Regions from separate parts of the Mus musculus genome. Here region 2 is linked to region 1. The links are chromatin contacts, called in public HiChIP or PLAC-seq maps. All regions are on one chromosome and are shown on one strand. The core of a region is the stretch at or near the end of the contact, and the rest is flanking DNA. Distances in the headings are between cores, read along the strand shown.

What was found. HiChIP or PLAC-seq counts read pairs in DNA pulled down with a chosen protein or histone mark.
Region 2: a contact with region 1 is called in an H3K4me3 HiChIP or PLAC-seq map of embryonic stem cells, with 17 read pairs. The contact joins the promoter of Med9 here to the promoter of Cops3 in region 1. A contact is called at or near these places in 3 of 39 promoter capture datasets (the SN4741 cell line, erythroid cells and macrophages), 11 of 484 Hi-C or Micro-C datasets (B cells, CD4 T cells, CD8 central memory T cells and 7 more), 7 of 115 datasets of contacts at active chromatin or transcription factors (the SCID.adh cell line, effector CD8 T cells, embryonic stem cells and 3 more) and 2 of 9 other capture datasets (adipose tissue and pancreatic islet).

What each region holds. Positions count from the first base shown.
Region 1 is chr11:59,838,134-59,843,345 of GRCm38.p6, forward strand. It overlaps Cops3 (COP9 signalosome subunit 3), which reads right to left and starts at 1,634. Exons shown (of 12, transcript NM_011991.1): 1 at 1,537-1,634. The coding sequence starts at 1,591.
Region 2 is chr11:59,946,609-59,952,355 of GRCm38.p6, forward strand. Med9 (mediator complex subunit 9) reads left to right here and starts at 1,606. Exons shown (of 2, transcript NM_138675.3): 1 at 1,606-1,870. The coding sequence starts at 1,659. Med9os (mediator complex subunit 9, opposite strand) reads right to left here and starts at 1,539. Exons shown (of 2, transcript NR_045273.1): 1 at 1,216-1,539; 2 at 284-488.

The DNA of each region.
Region 1 (5,212 bases), core at 384-2,883:
CTCAGAAGCAACCCAGTGTTACCAGTGAACACCTTAAGGATCTAAAGACAGTCCACATGAATAGGAATACTCACCCATGCGCCATGCAGTCTATTTATTCACATAGATGGCACTGTGTTGTGTACACTATTAAGCATCTTTCTGCTATTTAATGATGACCTCAGATTCCTTTTCAGTTTGCAAAAAGTATATGCACTTTTCTTCCCACAGCTGCATAGGAATCCATTTGTACGGCTGTGCTGTAATTGTCTAATTTTAATTTTCTGTGTCTGTATGTGGTTATGTGCATGTAAGTGAAGGTGCGTGAAGAGACAGAAGAGGATGTTAGGTTTTGGGTCCCTTGAAGCTGGTGTTACAAGGGGTTGGGTGTCCACTAACAATGCCAGGAACTGAACTCTGGTCCTCTGAAAGAGTAGTACATGCTGAGAGCTGTTCTCCAGCTCCACTTAATTAACTTATTTAGAGACAAGGTTCTCATTGTGTAATGCTGGCTGGCCTTGAACTCAAGAGATCCACCTAACTCAGCCTCCAGAGTTAGGGGACTAAAGGAGTGCACGCCTATGCTCACTCCTTACTTAACTAGTCCTACCTGTATCGTATGGATGAATGACTTATTTAAAGAAAAAAAAAAATCACTCACAGGTGTCTATCTGGCCTGTGAGCTTAAGTCTATCACTGACAAGGAAAACGAGAATTACCATTTATTTTGCATGGTGTCATCATTTAAACCTTACAAGAGTTAGGTGGACAACTACCCGGACACACCTCATACCTCTCTTTTTCTACAGATGAAGAAACGAGCCTAACCTCACGGAATTTCCACATGTCAAAAGCATTTCTAACATGCTTTCTCCACTCCATTCCCTTAACTCTATTAAAGAGAGGTCACATTCTTCTGGCTCAAGATTATGGGTGTGTTCAAGTGACGAGATGAATGGACCAGACGGTATGCAAATTAAGGGGGGGAAATAAAGTAACAACTGTACGCCCTAGAGATGTAGTCCGACTACTGAAAGCTCCCTTGGAGCTCGGTTCGACCAAAATAGGGGCGGAGGATTCCGAGCGTGCGCCGCTGGCCAGCCAAGACTCACGCCTTCTAGCCAAGGAGCCTAGAAAAGACTCCCCTCCAGCCGCTAGAAGGGCCTGGTGGGGGCGGGGGGGCAGACCGGCAGGACGGACAGGACGCTAGACCAATCACCAAAAAGCAGTGATGGCCAAGGGACCAATGGGTGCTCCGGAATGCCCCTACCGGAAGTCACGCCCCCAAACTGTCAAGCGGCGCCCCGTGGCTGGGGCCCGGAGGGGGGGTGCTGGAGGGGGAGGGGAAGGAAAGTCTCCGGGGCCCGAGGCAGGGGAAGGCGACGGCAAGGACGACGGCGCACGACAGCACGAGGACTGCTCCCCTCGGCCGTGCGCTCCTACCCTAAGCACCAAGGCTTGAGCAGGTCCAGGGGGAGAGGCTAGAGAGCGAAGGGCGGTCCCAAATCCGCACCGGTGCCAGGGCATACCGGGCCAGCTCTGCGGCCCAGGCCTCACCTTGAGCTGAGAGCTGTCGGACACTGTTCACGAACTGCTCCAGAGCAGACGCCATGTTTCCCCCCGCTGGTGGCCCGAGCAACAGAGGTAAGCTCGCGCGGGAAAAAGCGACTGCTCTAGGAGGAGGGGCCCGGCGACCCACTAAAGCCTGGAGGCAGGTTGTGTCACTTCCGCCGGCCAAGCGCCGCGAGATCTTACCTGGCTGAGGCACCCCCTCCTGTCTCCATGGAAACAGTTCCGCTAGTCGCCGGAAGTCAGGTCCCCTCCCTCGCCTTTCATTGTAGTGCACTTGGGAAATCTCGTCTCATGTTAAATGGAAATAACGAAGAAAGGAAAGAATAACACTTAAGCACAAAATTTCTGGGCCCAGTTTTGCTTAGAATGACTGAACATTATTTTAAACCTAGCCACATACTTCCGACACGGCTCCATTGCCACTTCCGGAACATGTCACTAGAGAGCCATACTTTCTTCCAAAGGCAAGGGAAAATGACTCCTTTTGAAGGATGGGGAACTCGTTTTATAAGTTCCTAGGAATGGTGGCTTTTATCTAACGACCAGAAACCCTTCTGTATCTGAGGTTGTGCTCATTTCTGAACATACACAATGCCTGAGAACTAACAGCTTAGTGCTGGACAGTTTCCCAAGTCAAAGTGTAACATTAGGAAGGTTTTGAATTCTAAAGCTGAAAATTAAACACCAAGCAATTCCTCGGATTTCCAGGCTCCCCAGGTCTAGACTGAAGCAGTGATTTTTCTCATTCCATCTTTGGTTTCTTATATGACCATCATCTATCTGTAACAGTTAAACTCAGGTTAAACTTTCCCTCTGAAGCAAGCTCGGTAATCTAAGGCTAAGGGGTTCTGATAGATAGCACAGCACACTTTAGGTTCCTGCTTGGCTCGGAACTAATTTCTTTCCTAGGATTTCTAGTGCTGTAGCAAAGATGAGAAAAAGGTTACTTTGTATCACTTCATAAGATGAATGAAAGGCCTCAGGCAATGAGGCTTTAGAGGGAGACTCTTGAAAGCAACCGGGATCCAGGGTGTTAGTGTTACCGCTCTAAGGGGCAAGTTTTCCCTAATACAAGTGTTGCAGTTCCGAGGGGGCAATGCCAATGAATGTGTTACAGCTCCGGAAAGACTTCTCCAATGGAAGTATTACAGCTCTGAGGGGAGAGGTTGCTTGTGTGTAAGTGTGACAGCTGAAGGGAAAGTTATCCTGGCAGTCTGGAGCCAAGGAATGCCACAAAGTCACATGGCACATCAAACGTCACTCAAGAGATTGGGAGAGATAACAGAGGGTGCTGCCTCTCCTGGGAGAAGCAGCAGGGAATTGGTGAGGAGACAGGCTTATACAGAGTTTCATGGGGAAGGAGTTTTCCAGGGTAAAGATTTCCACGGTGAGGATTAGTGAGATTTCAAGCCAAACTCAAAGACTGGTGAGAGTTTGTGCTCAGGGATTCGTAGGTTTTGGAGCTGAGGAATTGGTGGGTTGGTGACAGGAAACGGTCACCAACAAGGATATTTAACCAGATTATAGGTTCCTGGTTTACAGTTGGAGATGGCACTACCCTCTGGAGGAATACTGCTTTATCTTCATCCTTCCAAGTGGTCAATGAACCACAGCTCCAAAGGGGGCAGAAACACCAGTACTAGTGGCATATCTAGTCATAACAAGAACTCTTTGCACACGTACTCACCAGTAAACCTCTATCTTGTTCCCAATATAGACCCACATATGGTTCTCTATAAGTTGACCGGGCATTACTATGGTCAAAGGGACTTTAGGGGTTGGACATCCCATTCTTTTGCTCATATAGCATCTTCATCTGTGGTCAAGCGGGTGGGCAACCACTCCCTGCTTGGATGGTATAGAGTAGTCAGGGATGAGCCAAGAGCCTGCATTTGTTGTCTCAGGGTAATGTTGCCCAACCCCTGTATGCTCTGATAAGGGGAGGCAGGAGTCCATAAAGGACAAGGGGAGAACCCTATGTGACTAGCAGGGCGAGACCTGATACCCAAGCAACTGGCAACAACTGGTCCCCAACCGGGGGACACTTAGTGAAGTCCACAACTGTGTTTTCAAATGGGGTTTCTCCAACACTCTGTACCCTTGAAGAGACATTAGGTCCCCAACTCAGGTTATTTTGGATACACATTTCACATTGTATACCACCTGGGCTGTGCTGGAGAGTCAAAGGATGTACAAAAGTCAGCTTAATAGGCCTTTATGAGCTTCCCAGATAAGGTGGGTCTTCTGGTGTAACTGACAAGACCTGAGACTATGGCCTCAGGAATTAGCCATTTTCAAATCCCCACCATCCATGTGGGAGACAGATTCCACTTTCAGTCTGATACTGAGTGTTAAGGATGTGAGTAGCTAGGCTCCCATTCTGCCACTGGCCTAAATCAGTGCATAAGGCACAGCTCTAGGTTCTACTGCTCCCTTGAAGGTGCAAGCTTCACTTCTCAGTCTTCTTTAGTTTCTTCCCTTGATGCCCTCCAAAGCATACAACTGCCACCTCTTTAGGTGACATACAGCATCTAAGAGTTCAAGGATTTCTTCTTATGTTTGCCTTGGTTTTGTTTGTTTGAGACAAGGTCTCACAATATTGCTCCGGCTGTCTTGGAACTCACTATGTAGACCAGGCAGACCTCAAACTCACAGAAACCTGCCTGCCTCTGCCTTCACCTTCGAGTGCCTGGATACCACTCCCGGCATGAATTCAAGGATTTCTTTGCCACGGGTTATATCTTTTCTTTCTGAGTTAGTTAGGCACTTTTTGCTCTATAAGGCTCATGTATGTGGAGGGTGGAAGGCATATTTAAGAGTCCGTGTGTATATTGACATACACCTCAGCTGTAGTAGCAGGGCCCAGGTCAGTAAGAAGTTATGCCTTTGGCAGATATTTCAAGTCAATGATGAAAATCAAGTTGACCATGGAGTACCCCGAAAGATATCCTTTCTCTTTCACAAAGCTGCCACCATTGGTGAAATACCCAGCATTCAGGGGCTAATTGGTTAGAGAATACCTCCCCCACAACTGATGCAGTCATGGTCTTGATGGTCTAGACCAACAACACTGGGTCTTGAGGTCTGAGGTACACAGTACTTCCAGGTGAATGTGCAGGTTCTCATACGTTTCCTGGCAGCTGATCATCCAGGCATTAGTTAGCCAGTATTGCCCCTTGTGCTCCGTCAGCACTGTGAGTGTGGGGTTCAAAAATGTTTGAGTCTTTGAGGCAGTCTAGTCCTCATTAACTAGCCCTGTCCCCATTTCCAGGCTTCTTTTTCAGGAAGGTAAAGATCGTTGGCTCTGAGGGGCCAGGTGGATACAGAAAAAGATATTTATTTTAAATTTTAAAAAGTTATGTACACTGGTATTTTGCCTGCATATCTGTGTGAGAGTTAGATCCACTGGAACCTGAGTAACAGAGAGTTTCGAGCTGCCATGTAAGTGCTGGGAATTGAACCCTGGTCCTCCGGAAGAGCAGGCAATGCTCTTAACCATCTCTCCAGTTCTGAGAATGGCAACTTTAAGGTCCAGACATGTGATGAAAGCAACCTTCCCCAGGGATGAGACCCAGGACAGGGTAGAAGTTACAGGGTTGGGTAGCAGGTGGCCTTGTTTACTGCTTATATATCCTGACCTGGACAACAACCATCTGTTTCT
Region 2 (5,747 bases), core at 356-2,855, 110 kb after region 1:
TAAAACACATTAAGGGGGGAAAGATGATGTTTGGTTGCTATGAGGATAGTATCAATGGCTACTAGATGCTTTTTGAATTCTGAATAAAAGCTCACATTAACATTTTGAATCAAAAGTTACAGATCAGGGAGGAGCCTGGCATCACATACCTGTAGATTTTAGACATAGACTTGGTGTCAAGGAAGCTCTGTGGCTTTGTGATCCTGGGGCTGCTATTATAGCCCTGTAAACTTTTGTTTCTTTTTCTATAAAATGGAAAACTAAGATATACCTTCCAGAGTTTCTCGGTGGATTAAATGAGGGTTTTAATGGTTTCTCGTCACTTTCATTCCACAGTAGTAGTGATAGCTACTGTTTGCTAACACTGCCGTTTTACCATGCATTCTCCCAGATGTCTCCAGAGGTGTCTTCAAGTCTTTTCTGGCACACCTGGTTCCATCTTAGACCATTCTCTTCTCCCTTCTTCCTCAGGAATCATGGCCCTTCCCCTAAGGTGGAGAGGTCCTGGGTTAGAAGGAAATCCTACAGTTTCCTGCAGTGAGAAATGTTCTTCTAATCAGACACTTAGTTCCACAGGGGCCTGTATTCCCTAACTCCACTCCCCCCACCCACCTTTCCCTTTGGGTGATTAGCCCATTGAGTCATATTGAGAAGTTGTGTTCCCACTAATGGGATGAAATGCACCTAAGCCTGAGATGGAAGAAAGTGGCCATTTTGTTGAGTGTTTCTGCTATCTTATCTTGAGTTCTGGTGCACTCATTTTCAAGAAATAAATAAATCACCTTGTTTCACTTTGTTTCTGTCTTCTTTTGAGCAACACTGAGATTATTCTTTTCCTGACAGTGCCTCTGTTTAGAGAACTATCTGCAGCTCTGAAGAAAACAATTCTGAGACCTGTAGCTAAAAAACCTGAAAACACCATTGTGAAGTTCCACGTTCCTGCTTCTTTTTGTTTCTGAGATGTGGGCTCCTGGCCTCTCTTTACTGACATGGTTCCTGTCATCAAAGACAGATGTCCTCTCCCAGTTGACAGCTTCCCTAATCCCTGATTTTTGTTAGTCAGAATCAGAATTACTGCTACCCTTGTCCAGAAAATTTTTAATGGAGCCCATTTGCTTGAAATGAATAAATACAAGCCTATCGTAAAGTTCTCCTATTTGGTCCAAGATCTTAGTCTTATATACGTATGTAGTCTGGCACCTGCTAGATGCATACCAAATGCTTGAAGAACGATTAGTTTTCCCCTTGGCAGCCGTGTGGAACTAGTTTGTATGGCCTGTTTTGCTGTCGCCAGTCTGGGGCCCTCCTGGAGGCTAGCATGACACAAAGACGTGTAAGTCCTTGTCATCTGGATGCTCGCTGCCGCAGAGCCTCAGTTTCACACGGTGCTCACCAGCGTCATCCGTTCTTCCTGCCAGTCCCGGGGGTCCTCGTTGGTGTTTTGACCTCTCTCTGTCATGTGAACTAGAAAGATGACTGGAGTAGATTCCCTAATCCTGACTACTCAATTTAGCTTTCCCGACACCCGTCGCCTAGCAACGCCCGCCCGCCTACGCCCAGGGCGCAGACTCAGAGTTTTTTCCCGCCCGGCCTCCCCGGGCGCGCAGTTGTGACGCAAGCACCCAGCGCCCCTCGGCAGCTGCTGGACTCCTGGTGCTATGGCTTCCTCTGGGGTGGCGGGTGGGAGACAGGCCGAAGATACGCTACAGCCACCGCCCGAGCTGCTGCCGGAGTCCAAGCCGCCACCACCGCCTCAGCCTCTGCCGGTCGCTGCGCTCCCGCCGCCGGCGGCTCCGCGGCCTCAGTCCCCCGCTGGCGCGAAGGAGGAGAATTACTCCTTTTTGCCGTTGGTTCACAATGTCATCAAATGGTAAGGGTCTAGGAAAGGTTAAGACACCACTTTTTGCGACTCTAGTGTCCCTGGTTCCGAGCTGCCAAAGCCCGTGGGCTCTGGACCACGCCCCATTTTCCCAGAGGGCCCACGTTGTCAGGCGCCTTAAGAGTTACACTTTACTCCCGGGTGAAGCCCACGTACTGATCAAATGCATAGATAGGTTCTGCAGTGTCCCATCCCAGATCCTGCAGTGACTTGGGGATGGGTCTTAAGTCCTTACACATAGCCCGAAGGCAATTTTATACAGTTGTTTTAATTCGCCTGCGTTTTGACTGTTCGCATGAAGCCCAGAGCGGAATTTCTCACTTGTGGCATTATATGAGCCCCGAAAAGTGTTCGAATTTTGGTGGACCTCAGACGTTCAGACTCGAGATTCTCACCGTGTACACAGTTTAGTACCCATTTCAATGCGAGGCATCTTACCTGTGTGGGCTCTGTTAGGTACTAGGGTTGTACACCGTAAAGAAAGGAGCAGCCATTTACCCTTACAGGGCTTAACGGTTACAAGCAAAGAAAAACAAACAAACATTCTTAAAAGTGGAGAGATGGCGCACACCTTTAATCCCAGCACTTGGGAGGCAGAGGCAGGCGGATTTCTGAGTTCGAGGCCAGCCTGGTTTACAGAGTGAGTTCCAGGACAGCCAGGGCTATCCAGAGAAACCCTGTCTCCAAACAAACAAGTGGAGAGGGGAGAAGTGATGCTAGGAAACATTTGAAACGAAGACACAGAAGTTGCTCTGAATGATTGTGTCCCACTATTAACTTTATTCTAATAATTCTAATAGAATATACAAGGATGTATGGTCTTTTAGGCCCAAAGTCTCCAGTCTCCATGATGGCCTATGTTTTTGCTCACTCCATATACGCTTGGGTCATTTCCAAGAGGTACACTTTTTGGTGCAAGCATTCTCAAGTGTGCTTTGATAAACTTAGGTGACGCGGAACAGTTACTGCCTGGTGCCTCTTTGTGCAGTCAGGATTCTTAGCAACACTGGGAGTTGGACAGGTTGGTGGGTAAGAGCACTCGCGGTACAAACGGCACAAGGATCTGAGTTCCAATCCTCAGCGTCCACATAAAAAGCCAGTCATGGCTGCTCGTGCCTGGAGCCCCAGCGTCCCAGCGCTACAGACAGATCTCAAGAGCTCTGGCCAGGCTGCCTGGCTGACACTGTTAACTTCCTATTTAATATGAGACCCTGTCTCTAGGCAACAAGGCGAAGCGCTACAGTATAATACATCCATAAACTAGTGACATCATTATTTATTATCATTATCAAGCATTAAGAACTACCTGTAATTGTATAGGTAATACTTTTTATCCATCAGGCAGTATACTTTTTTTTTTTTCACACTCTTGTGAGTGGCGCATTCTGCTGCAACATTACCACAACTACTTTGTCATTAGGCAAAGGAAGGTTTTGGTTACATTATAAGCATTAGACAGTTACTGAATATATGATCTGGCATTAATCAGGTTATTTAGCACATACCTGTATAGCCACAGGACACTAGGTGCAAACCTCTGAATTTCTTCTAAACCATTAGATACTAAAAGTAAATTAAGACAAGATTACAGTTCCGGTCACATTTAGGAACATTGGCAAGCCCTCTTGCTGGAGCTGAGGCAGTCTGGGTTTCTTGCTCTGGTGGTTTGGTGTTTGTCTTAGGACTGCTACTGCTGTGCTGAAACACTGACCAAAAGCAAACTGTGGAGGAAAGGGTTTATCTGACTTACACTTCTGTATCACTTTTCCTCACTGGAGGAAGTCGGCAGCAACCTGCAGGCAGAGGCTGATGTAGAGGCCATGGAGGAGTGCTTTCTTGCTCAGTGCGCTCTCTCTTCCTTTTTTATTGTGTTTGTTTCTCCTTGTATTCCTGGCTGTTCTGGAACTATTTTTAAGCCAGGTTGGCCTCAAATTCAGAAATCTGCTTGCGTCTACACCCCTACGTACTGGGATTAATGTCATGAGCCACCACTGCCCAACTTCAGCGTGCTTTCTTACTCTAGTAAGACCACCAGCCCAGGGTGACTCCCCACAGTGGGTGGGGCCTCCTCACTGTAATCACTAGTTAGGATGCTCTTCAGGCTCGCCTACAGCATGCTTCTGTGGGAGCATTTTTCCAACTGAGTTTCCTTCCTCTCTGCTGACTCTGTGTTAAGTTGACATAAAAGTGGGATAGCACAGCGCTCATCTGCCGCTTTTCAAATGACTGCAAAACCTTGGTTCTCACGTTCACTCCTCTCTTGGCTTCAGACAACGTGAACCTCCCGTATGCAGGGTAAGGCAGACTGTCCCCTCTGTGTTAGCTGTTGGCAAATACATTATGAGATGGAAGTGAGGAAAATAAAAACCATCTCAGGGCAGTGCTGGAGTACTGGTTTATTCAGAGTAACTTGCAAACATTAAAAACATGGGAAATCAGAACACAGATGTATACACATTCACCTATACCTCAGGAAGGATCCTCCTGACCCGGAAGAGCAGTTGGGTTGGGCCAGCCTCAGTGACAGGAACACGATGTGAAGTCAGAGGGTCTGAGGTCAACTCTCTGCTGAAGCTTGCTTTATCATCTTTGTAAATAGTTTTCCCAGGTGGTAATTTTCTGTCTCGATACATCAGTAGTAGTTTGATCTCAGTGGTGGTGCACACCTTTAGGCCCCAACACTCAGGCCACTGAGGCAAATCTCTTGAGTTTAAGGCTAACCTGGTCTACATATCTACTTCCAGCCAGCTAGGAACATTAGGTTCAAACCTCAGCTCTGTGACTTATGACTAGGTAGGCTTGGGCCGGTAGCTCACTTCTCATAGAACTGGGAGATACTCTAAAGTGCAGACCTGTGAAAGATGGCAGGGTGATCACATGGGCTTGTCTAAAGGACCCACAAGGAATTTTTTTATTTAGCATGTAAGAACTGGAAGGACGAGCAATGATTGCCAGAAAATAGCTGGCCAGAGCTACCTTACCTACTGACCCTGAAGCATCAGCCTTGGCCCTGGTCTTCACACCCCAGAGCCTTATAGAAACCTCTGCAAGCAATATGAAAGAAGGTGGGCTAAGATCAGGGAAAAGTCAAAGGACATGCCCACCCTCTTCCACCTCGGCAAACAGTGAAATATTGCTCTGCCCAGAATTGATCCTTTAGAGCCGTGGTTCTCACCCTTCCTTTTTTATTTTTTATTTTTGGTTTTTCAAGACAGGGTTTCTCTGGCTGTCCTGGAACTCACTCTGTAGACTGGGCTGGCAGAAATTTATCTGTCTCTGCCTCCCAAGTGCTAGTATTTAAGGCATGTGCCACCACTGCCCAGCATTCTCACCCTTCCTAATGGTGCAACCCTCATGTGGTGACCTCCCAAATGTAAAATTATTTTGGTGGTACTTCATAACTGTAGTTTTGCAACTGTTATGAGTCATAATGTAAATATGTGATAAGCCCCCAAGAGGGTCGGTCCTGACCCACAGGTTGAGAACTACTGCTTTAGAAGGACGAGCCAGAGTCAACGTGGGACATGTATCATACTGGGAAGGGAAACAAACTTAAAACAGGGGTTATGACCTCCTTGGCCACTCCTCGCTCTGTGGCTGCTAGCCTGGCAGAGAGAATAAGGTGCCTTCCCTTAAGTGTCTGACTAGCAGAAGAGAAAAGACACTGGGAAAGAAAAAGTCCCTGGGGAGAAAAGACTTCTTTCTCCAAGAAAAGCCAGGTCCATTATCTTACAAGAGTTAAGATACTACTACTACTACTACTCGGCACCTTTAATGTCCACTTGCAAGGATGTGACTGACAGTGCTGGCCACTAGGCATGTACAGGAAACTGCAGTAAGAAAGACAGGACCCAAGAGAAAGCAGTAT